2 separate regions of the Sus scrofa genome follow, and region 2 is linked to region 1. A link is a contact called in public Hi-C data. All regions are on one chromosome and are shown on one strand. The core of a region is the stretch at or near the end of the contact, and the rest is flanking DNA. Distances in the headings are between cores, read along the strand shown.

Region 1 (5,109 bases), core at 895-3,394:
GGAGTTACACATTTACAGAAAGTTTTTCTTTCTCCTTTTCTAACACTATTCTGTCTTCTTTGACCTGTATGTATTGAAACTGGTTTTTCAGGACTCACTTACATATCAAGTAACTTTTTGCTTGATTTCTTATTTTCCTTTAGTGATTTGTGGATTATGGGTTTAGAAAGATCAGAAGGTAGGGGAAAAAAACCTCATATTAAAAGAGAGGGTATGTTATGCATTCAACAATCAATATAGGTCCTTTCTTTTTTTTGCCATTTCTTGGGCTGCTCCTGCGGCATATGGAGGTTCCCAGGCTAGGGGTCGGATCGGAGCTGTAGCAGCCCGACCTACACCAGAGCCACAGCAACACGGGGTCTGAGCTGCGTCTGTGACCTACACCACAGCTCACGGCAATGCTGGATCCTTAACCCACTGAGCAAGGCCAGGGATTGAACCGCAACCTCATGGCTCTTAGTTGCTAACCACTGAGCCACGACGGGAACTCTGATATAGGTCCTTTCTTGATTGTAATTTCAAACAATGTTATTATTACAACACTTAAGTACCACCAAATCCATAGACTGTATATTCGAGAGGACTAGTCTAACTCCTTGTCTAAATCCAAATGTCTCTAAGATTCCCTTCTATATGAAGACCCTTCACAACCTTACCCTGTGACGAATGGGGTGAAGGAGAACTGTTTACAAGTCTCGTCAGGTTGGAGAAGTGGACAGTGAGTTGGAAGCTGACTACTCCAAACATCAGAAGCCTTTTGAAGCCAAAGAAAAAATTAGATTGATTGCATTATTATTATTATTATTATTTTTAACCATAGGAGTGAAAACTGATCATATGGGCAGGGAGATGCTCTCTCTGTGCTCCATGTATTATTTTAGCATGACATAATTGCTGCTAAGTCCCTTCAGAGAAAAACTCTCCAAGGCATGATGGAGTTAGGACTGTGTTCCTAGCCTAATTTTTTGGCATTTATTTGCCTTAGGAAATGGCTATTTTAAGTATTCATACATTATTATACAAGAAGAAAAGGATTTTAAAAACTCATATAATGTACTATAGGAGCTCAGAAAGCACAGAGATTCATTCAGAAGCTCATGATTAAGTGGAAATATTTCATTATTTTTCCTACAATTTTTTTTCCTTCTAATTGGGTCTCTGACAATATGATTTCTAAGAGAAAAATAATAATATTATACCCTAAAATTCTGCTTTGTTTTTATGTAAATGTGCTACAATATGCTTTGTGCTTGTCATTCCCCAAAGGGGAAATTCATCATTTTGCCCTTCTTTATATAATTCTGTATATAGTCTAACAAAATTACAGAGAGAAATATCCGTATATAAGTGGATCAAAGCATGGATTTAAAAAAGCAAAGAGAAAGAAGAAGTGATTGACTGGATCTGACACCCTGTTTACCATTTCGGGATCAAACCAGTACCAAATTCCTAGGACATAGTAGGGAGTCCAGCAGACAATAAATGAAGCAGCAAATGCAACTGTCATCTTCAGAGTCCTCAACCGAGCTCGTGGTATGTTGTTCTTGGATTGATTCAGTTGCAGGTCTTTCAGGTAGAGAAAAGACAAGGTGTTTAATGACCAGTTTTATTACAAAACCAAAGCAGACAAAAAGCAAGAGAGAATCACTAAACGTAATGAATATAATGGAAGAAAATGTCTAATATTTTTAATGATGATAGTTTGTTTGAAAAACATGTTTATATTTCAAGTTTTCCACTATGTTGCAAAATAAATAGAAAATATTAAAGATGATAACACTCTTAAAATTAATTTTTCTACCAAACTAATATGGGTTGAACTACGGAATTATTCAAATTCTTAAAATATAAATTTAAGAGAGCAGACTGAGTTTGAGCTGAATTGAATTCCCTGCTTTTTGGTTGTCATGTCGTCACAATCATGTTTACTTTATAAATTCATAGATTTCAGCTTTTAGGAATGCACCAGATTCCCAAAGCAAAAAAGGCACAATCACATCTGTGAAGTTAAATGTGGAAAGTGTGTGGATATATTGTGTGGATACAAGGGATCTGAATGTGAAATAGGACAGCTTACCTCCTTAACAAGTCAACTGGCTACCATTTAACGAATTGTACTTTGCTACATTCTAGACATCAGGTGTTTGCTGTAGTGCTGTGATTGCCCCAACAGGAACAATTTGCCAGAGCTTATACTGGGAAAATGCAGTAACTGTCCTTTCATCTTCAGTTCCATGGTGTAAAGTTAGAATGTTAGGAGACATTAAATGACTGCATCTATAAATTGGGGATAATAAAAGTATCCCCTTATGGGATGACTGTGAATATTAAAATAAGTTTATGCAAACGGCTTAGGATAGTTTTTGGCTGATAGTAAGTGCCATTCTGCTTAAACGCTTGCTGGATTGCTGTTAAACACTGTCTACCTGCAATTAACACCAAATCTGAGGAATACATACTGTGGGGATCCTGCTGAAGGACTCTTGTCAGAGTGAACATGATTTTTGCGTTGCAGATCAACATGATGAGGAGAGGGATAATGAAGAGGCAGCTAAAGGTGAAAAAGTTATAAAAGGCTTGATGCCACCATTGTGGAAAACTGCCATGTGTTACACATTGAGAGAAACCTTCTGTCTGTCCAGAGCTGTCTGCTAAATGGATCATCCTGAAGATGTATAACTGTAGGAGAAAATAAAATTAAAGCATGATGTTGCTTATTGTCAAACAGTATTGCAAGTGTTCTTGAAAGTTTTCTTTTCTGTATTCTGCTAGCTTTCCTACATGTTGTTGCCCAAAGCAGCTGCTAAGCTTCTTGATATTATCCTTTTGGTGTTTCTATAAAAAGTCGTAAGTGGATCTTTACTTATGCAGGTTTGGGTAATGTGAATGGATCTGTAGGATTTTGGATTTCTTTGGAAATTGCTTCAACCTTGCATAACAATCATCAAAGACTTAAACCTTGTCTGTATTTCAATTTGAAATGCAGTTATGCAGAGTAAACTTTTTGCAAGTGATTTCACTGTCATATCTGCAGTGCATAAAACTGTGTCTAGCATTTAGAGTATGTCCTCAAAAGTACATATTTAAATTTTGTTTTTGAGACATAAACCCCATTAAAATGGTCAAAAGATGAACAGACAGTTCACAAAAAAATGTACAAAGTTCCCTTGTAGCAGTTCCCATTGAATCAGGGGGCTGGCATTGTCACTACAGCAGTTTGGGTCACTGCTGTGGCTTGGGTTTGAGCCTTGGCCTGGGAACTTCCACATGCCCCTGGTGTGCCAAAAAAATAAAAACTACAAAAAAATAACAGTGGCTCTTAAGATACGAAAAGATATTCAACCTCACTTATGGTAAGAGCAGTGCCAACCAATTAAGGCTACGTTGATATGCCATTTTTCACTCTCAAGATTGACAAATCAAAAAAAAAAAATAGTAGAATTCGTGTCAAGGCCATGGGGAAAGAGAGACTCTCATACTTTTTTTGGTTGGTTGTTTTGTTTTTGTTTTTTTGTTTGTTTTTTGCTTTTTAGGGCCGCACCTGAGGCATATGGAAGTTCCCAGGCTAGGGAATCGAATTGGAGCTACAACTGCTGGCCTACATCACAGCCACAGCAATGCCAGATCCAGATCTGAGCCTTCTCTGAGACCTACACCTCAACTCACAGCAACCCTGGATCCTTAACCCACTGAGCAAGGCTAGGGATTGAACCTGAGTCCTCATGGATACTAGTTGAATTTGTTTCTGCTGCACCACAGCAGGAACTTCTGAGACTCTCTACTTTGGTAACAATGCAGATTGGTACAACCATTAAGGAGGGGAATTTGGCAATAATTAGCATAGCTATATATGCATTTATCTTTGACCCAGTCATCTGACATTTAGGAATTCACCTTGAAGATACATTCCTACCTCAATTACATGAAACTAAATATGCACAAGATTACTCATTGATGCATTATTTGTAACTGGAAAACATGGAAAATAATCTAAAAAATCAATTCCTAGAACAGTAGCTGGATGCGAGTCAGATTTGTTAACCACTGAGCCACGACAGGAACTCCCATTAACCTTAATTTCTTAATAAATAAAAGACAATAATTGTATCTAATTGATAGGGTTATTGGGCACCTTACATGAATAATGAACACAGACAAACTCAAACTGAGAGACACTCTGCAAAATAACTGACCTGCATGCTTCAAAAATGTCAATGTCATGAAACACAAAGCCCAAGGAATGATTCTAGTTCATAGTAACTGAATCCCCCCACATAGACTTGGATTTTTAAATGAGACATTATTCAGACAACTAGTGAGACATGAATAAGGTATAGACTAAATAACAATACTATATTAGTACTCACTTCCTGATTTTGATACTTGTACTGTGGTTATGTGCTGGAACAAAAACTTTAAAGTACTGAAAGGGACATCATGTCCAAACTTACTTTAATTTTTATTTTTTAAGATTTTTATTTTTTCTATTATAGTTGATTTACAATGTTCTCTCGATTTCTGCTGTACAGCCAAGAGACCCAGTCAGATATATATATACACACACACACACATATATATATATATAAACATACACATTCTTTTTCTCACATTAGCCATCTTCCATCACAAGTGATTAGATATGGTTCCCTGTGCTATACAGCAGGATCTCATTGCGTATACACCCCAAATGCAATAGCCAAACTTACTTTTAAACAATCCAGGAAAAAAAAATGTATATAACGACAGATAATAGAGCAAATAAGCAAATGTAATAAAATGCTAATATTTGGGAAAACTGAGGGAAAGGTATTCTGGAAATCTTTGCATGATTGCTGCAACCTTTCTCTAAGTGTGAAATTATGTTAAAAAGGGAATAAACTGAGGAGTTCTCATCGTGGCTCAGTGGTTAACAAATCCGACTAGGAACCATGAGGTTGTGGGTTCAATCCCTGGCCTTGCTCAGTGGGTTAAGGATCCAGTGTTGCCGTAAGCTGTGGTGTAGGTCGAAGATGCCGCTCCAATCTGGCGTTGCTGCGGCTTTGGCACAGGTGGGTGGCTATAGCTCTGATTAGACCCCTCGCCTGGGAAACTCCATATGCCTCAGGTTCG
Region 2 (5,109 bases), core at 1,386-3,885, 490 kb after region 1:
GTGCTGAGTATAAAAGCAGAGACAGTTTTGGGTGAAGGAGAAAAAGACAATTTTATTGCTTTTGCAAAGGGGGTCACAGCAGGCTAATGCTCTAAAGACTGTGCCCCCTTGGGAGAGCTTAGGAGGTGGTTTTATAGTTTGGGGAGTGGAAAATAGGGCTATACATAAGGATCAGGGTAGGGGCAAGCTAGCATTGTCTTTCAAATCAGGTGTTTAGTGGCCCCAGGACTGGTTCTGGTGGTCCTCCTTCTTCCTGGAATAAAGAATGCTTCATCTTCCACTAGTTTGGGGGTTTTAGTTCTGCAGAAAGGCTCAAAGATAATGTTATGTATGTTCCTTGAAGAGGATCCAGGACCTGCCCCAAGGCTGCGCTATTGTCTCCTGACTGCTCCTCCCTGATCTCTGCATCCCCTCCTTTCCCTGATTAGCATCTGCCCTTTGGAACTCAGGGAAGGTCATGGAGGCTGAAATTTATTTTCTAAAAACAAGAAATGGAGGACAAAGAAAGACTTGTGTGTCCAGGAGCCCCACAGGGCACAGCTCGTTTATACTATGAGGTAAAAAAACAGAAACAAAAAAAAGCAAAAAACAATTGTTGCAGAAACCGCAAAAACCGTGACAACGGATGGAGACAAACAGCACTCGGAGATATGGAAAAGCAAGGTTTATTCAGCACCGGTGTGGGCTCAGAGGAGTCACCTCCAGAGTCTGAGCACCAGGTCTTTGTTCTCAGTAACTTTTATACACTACAAGGTCTTGATTTTCCCATGTAAGCATCCCAGACCTCCCCCATCCCCAAGCAGACAGTGTTCCTCCCTAAGAAACTGAGCAAGTAAGGTTACAGAAGCAGAACTGATAAGCAATGCTGGGTACTTGATTAGCAGGGCTGCTGGCTTGGACAGAGAGCACACAGTTGTTACATTATTACAAGAAGGGTGGCATAGTGATGAGCACAGCTGAAAAGGCTTGCAGCTGCCTTCTTAGCCAAGGGGGGGGGGTTGTTCTTTAGTTAAAACTCCATTTCACAATGAGTAACAGAGGCTACTCTGAGAGAGATACTCTGTGAGAACCACATCTGAGATGAGACTGGAATGAAATGATAAGGGGGACAAATCACATGGGTTTCCAGGAAAATAATTCATTAGGTAGAAAAGACAACGGAAGCAGAAATGCAGAAGCAGAATTCATGAGATGCTTGATAAACAGCAAAGGAGCCAAAGTAACTGCTGAGTTAGAGAAAGAGTAGAAAGATAAAAATGTATAGAGGTAATGGCCAAAGAAAACATTTCATTGAACTTTATAGGGTGTAATGAGAACTCCGAATTTTATTCTAAGTTTGGTGGAAAGCTATTGTAAGGTTTTAAAATGGAAGATGATGTGGTCAAACTTACAGTTCAAAAGACTCCCAGTGGCTACAAGAAATTAGTTTCTGGGGAAGCAGAAACTGGCTGTCAAGGCTAAGTGGGACCAGGAAAAGGGAGCTCAGAGGCTGTTATTCTGTTTAGGTGAGAAAACTGGTTATTGGGACTGCAGATATAGTAAGAAATTGTTGAAGTCTTGTGTATTTTGATGGTTGAGCTAGCAGGATCTGCTGATAGAGTGGTTGTGTTAGAAGGTTTGGGTCTAAGCAGTCAGGGTTTATGGTAATGCCACTGATAGAGGCTGGGAGTAGAAACCAAGGCCTTGTTTTTAGAGTTGCTCCATTAAATAGAGCTCTTGGATATCTATGAGGAGATGTGAAACAGGTCACTGTTTGTATGAGGCTAGAGTTCATTGAAAAGGTTGTAGCTGGAAGTACCTTTTGGAGGCCAAGGAAACTGGAGGCCAATTCTTTGTCACTAAATGCCCAAACAAGTCGATTATTCCACTTGGTGTCTAAGCAGAGTAAGCTGCAGACTAAGTAGGTGACTTAACAACCCATGAACAGGAAGCTGAATTGAAGGTAGCAGGAGCTTATGAGGAATGAAAAGATTTTAGGAAGCTATTATGCTGTTGTAAAGGCTTTCATGTTTCTTTTCCCAGAATGAACTCTATTCCACAGTAACAAGAATATTTGAAAATGAGTGCTCAACTACTGAAGCTAATGTTGCTGGAATTATGGAGTTTCAGATAATGGGAGAAGTGGAAAACGACGTTCTTCTCAAAAGGAAGCTGAAGATTAGTTTACAAACAATTGATAAGTGCGCTTCCCTGTAGACAAAATCATAGAGAAGGCTAATATGTTAGAAAAACTTGAGCTGTGGATATGAGTGAAAGGGAGGAGTCAAGAGGATTGCAAGGTTTGGGACCTGAACAACTGGAAGAATGGTCTTGCCTGAGATGGGAGGCAGTGGGGATAAGGCATTTGGAGAAAGGACATTTTGTGTCTCAGATGGATATTTGACATCTGAATGGATATAAGCAGGAGGCAATTGGACATATGCTGTTGGATTTGGGGAGAGAGGTCTGGGCTGAAGATAAAAATCTGGAAAAATCATCAAGTGGATGGTATTCAAAACCTTGCGACTGAGATACGGCTAACAGGGTTTTTGTTTTGGCGTTACTCAACATTAAGAGGTCAAGAACAAGGGTATCTGTGAACTCACCTGCTTTTTTTGGGGGGAGGGGAGGTTTGGTTTGTTTTTGGCCATGCCCGTGCAGTGTGAATGTTCCTGGGCCAGGGATGGAACCTTGCCACAGCAGCAATCTGAGCCGCTGCAGTGACAACATCGGATCTTTAACCTGCTGTACCGACAAGAGAACTCCTAGCCTGCAAGTTTAGAATCTAAGAGTAGCAGATTCAGGAGTATATGGTGCCCTGGAAGACAAAGAAGGTTTATGATGGGGAAGGGGAGAAGAACTGTGCCAGATGCTGTTGATAAGACATAGAAGATGAGAATCCGCCATGAGCTTTAGCAACAGAGAGACTACAGGTGTCCTTGCAAAGAGTAGTTTTGGTGAAATCATGAGGCCAAAGTTTGATCATGTATTTGAGGAGTAATGGAAGGAGAGGTATAGGAAATAGTAAATATAGTCCAATTTATGGATAAATTTAAATATAGACCAGAGCCTTGGAGGAGCTACTGGTGGAGAAAGTGGGGTCAAGATAATTTTTTTTGGTATTTGCTTTTTTGTTTGAAGATCCAGGAAATAACAAAAAGAAAAGAGAGAGAGGGAAGCGTTGCTAGAGCAAATGCTTTAAGTAGGTGAGAGGAGACAGGACCTAGTGTGAATGTTGTAGGGGAGCAAAACTTGCCACCTCAAAATGTGTCTCTTTGGTAGGAGGATTTATTTTGGGTTTTTTGTTTGTTTGTTTGTTTTGTCTTTGTCTTCTTTAGGGCTGCACTCACAGCATATGAAGGTTCCCAGGCTAGGGGTCTAATTGGAGCTGTAGCCACCGACCTATACCACAGCCACAGCAATGCCAGATCCAAGCTGCATCTGCAAACTACACCACAGTTCACAGCAACGCCAGATCCTTAACCCACTGACCGAGGCCGGGGATCAAACCCTCAACCTTATGGTTCCTAGTTGGATTCCTTTCTGCTATGCCAAGATGGGAACTCCAGGAGGGTTTATTTTGGCTGATTGTTTTTAAGAAACAAGATTCAGGAAGTCTTTCTTTTTGTCCACTTCTTTGCTGCCTAAAAAAATTAAATAAAGGACTTGTTCCCAGAATAGAGCTGTCATCAAAGACTGTGGACCAGGTGTGCTGGGGGAACTGGGGGCAGGCCTAGAGATGAGTCTGCTCTGTGTCCCATTTGTCTCTGTATGGGCTACAAACATCTTTTTAGCAAACATTTGCTTTTCCATATCATGTGTATTGCCTTCTATACTTTGAAGTTCCAGATCATGACCCCTAACGTCCTCTTTTGTCTTTAGCTAATTAAGGTGAGGGCTTCTGCCATTTTGGGCATCCAAATCAGTTGTCTCCTATGCTTACATGTTATTAAACTTTTACTTGATTTTCTCCTGTTCAGCTGTGTCATGTCAATTTAATTTCTAAACCATCCGGAAGAATGTCCCACGAGGGAAAGGAAAAGTTCTTCCTCCCTGACGTGTTGGAGGGATCAGCTTCCATCTGAGCACCTGGGGCAACAGACAAGCAGGCTGAGTGTGCAACAGTTGCTGGTGAGTGAGTAGAGGTGGTAGAGGGTTTCTTCATGATGCTTCAGTTTTCAGGGAAGAAGGTAAGAAGCAATGTCATCAGTGGAGAATGGGGATGGATAAGGAGGTGATAGGAGAAGTGAAGAGAGGAAGAGATGTGAAATAGATGGCCAGAAGAATGAAAGAGCGAATAGAGAAATATAGTATGATGTGGGGGAAACTGAGAGCACGCTGGAAGTTTGTGATCGTGAATTTGAAGTTAGACCAGTTAGTCTGGTTGTGGATTTTTCTCCAAACATGTTCGGCTGCATAGTATAGGAAAAGAATAGGTGGAGATTTGGATTTTATCAGGGTTTTGATAAAAGCAAATGTCACAGTGATGAAGCAAGAGAGAAGCAGAGGAGTCAAGGGTATGCAAGATTATTGACTGTGGTTTTTATTTAACCTGGATACAGCTATGCCAAAGAAGTACTGATTCATGAATCAGTGTCAAATAAGAGAGTTTTGTTTTTTTGTTGCTTCATCCATGGTATGTGGAATTTTCCAGGCCAGGGGTTAAGCCTGTCCCACAGCTGTAACCAGAGCCACAGCAGTGACAATGCTAGATTCTTTACCCACTGAACCACCAGGTAACTCCACGGGAGATCTTATAGTTGCGTTTAACTGGCCTCTGTCTTCAACACCACCTTGAGAGTTGTATAATAAAAACTGTGTTAGGACAAATTATAGCATTTTGGTTATGAAAATTAAGAACAACAAATATCTATTGAGTATATCTCTATATTGGAATCCATTTCACAACTACAGTGTAGAAGCTGATTCAGAAGTGTCCTAAAACCATTAAATATATTATGTATCATGAAATATATTCAAGCATGAGGATAGGATCATCATCTAAACCGTGTCTTTAGCCTGTGTTTGTGTAGCATGTAGGAAAATGGAAAACAAGGTTTTATATACACTAACATGGAATGGAGGTACTGTGGTAAAGTTCAGAATTATAGAAATTAAGGCATAAACATT

Evidence for each region. Hi-C and Micro-C count contacts between places; a contact is called where the count stands out from the background.
Region 2: a Hi-C map of liver shows a contact between it and region 1, with 1.8 times the contacts expected there. The contact joins two enhancer-like sites. A contact is called at or near these places in 5 of 47 Hi-C or Micro-C datasets (embryonic fibroblasts, epiblast stem cells, fetal skeletal muscle and 1 more).

Annotation. Positions count from the first base shown.
Region 1 is chr8:65,474,352-65,479,460 of Sscrofa11.1, forward strand. It overlaps GNRHR (gonadotropin releasing hormone receptor), which reads right to left. Exons shown (of 3, transcript NM_214273.1): 2 at 2,460-2,679; 3 at 1,229-1,566. The coding sequence ends at 1,322. Among named protein-coding and RNA genes, the nearest start is that of UBA6, 6.1 kb to the left of the region's middle. Within about 2 kb of position 2,145, at least 2 of the 83 cell types and tissues checked have an H3K27ac peak or open chromatin away from gene starts, as enhancers often do. A contact at or near this core is called in liver, where this site is marked.
Region 2 is chr8:65,961,471-65,966,579 of Sscrofa11.1, forward strand. No RefSeq gene overlaps it. Among named protein-coding and RNA genes, the nearest start is that of YTHDC1, 120 kb to the right of the region's middle. Within about 2 kb of position 2,636, at least 1 of the 83 cell types and tissues checked has an H3K27ac peak or open chromatin away from gene starts, as enhancers often do. A contact at or near this core is called in liver, where this site is marked.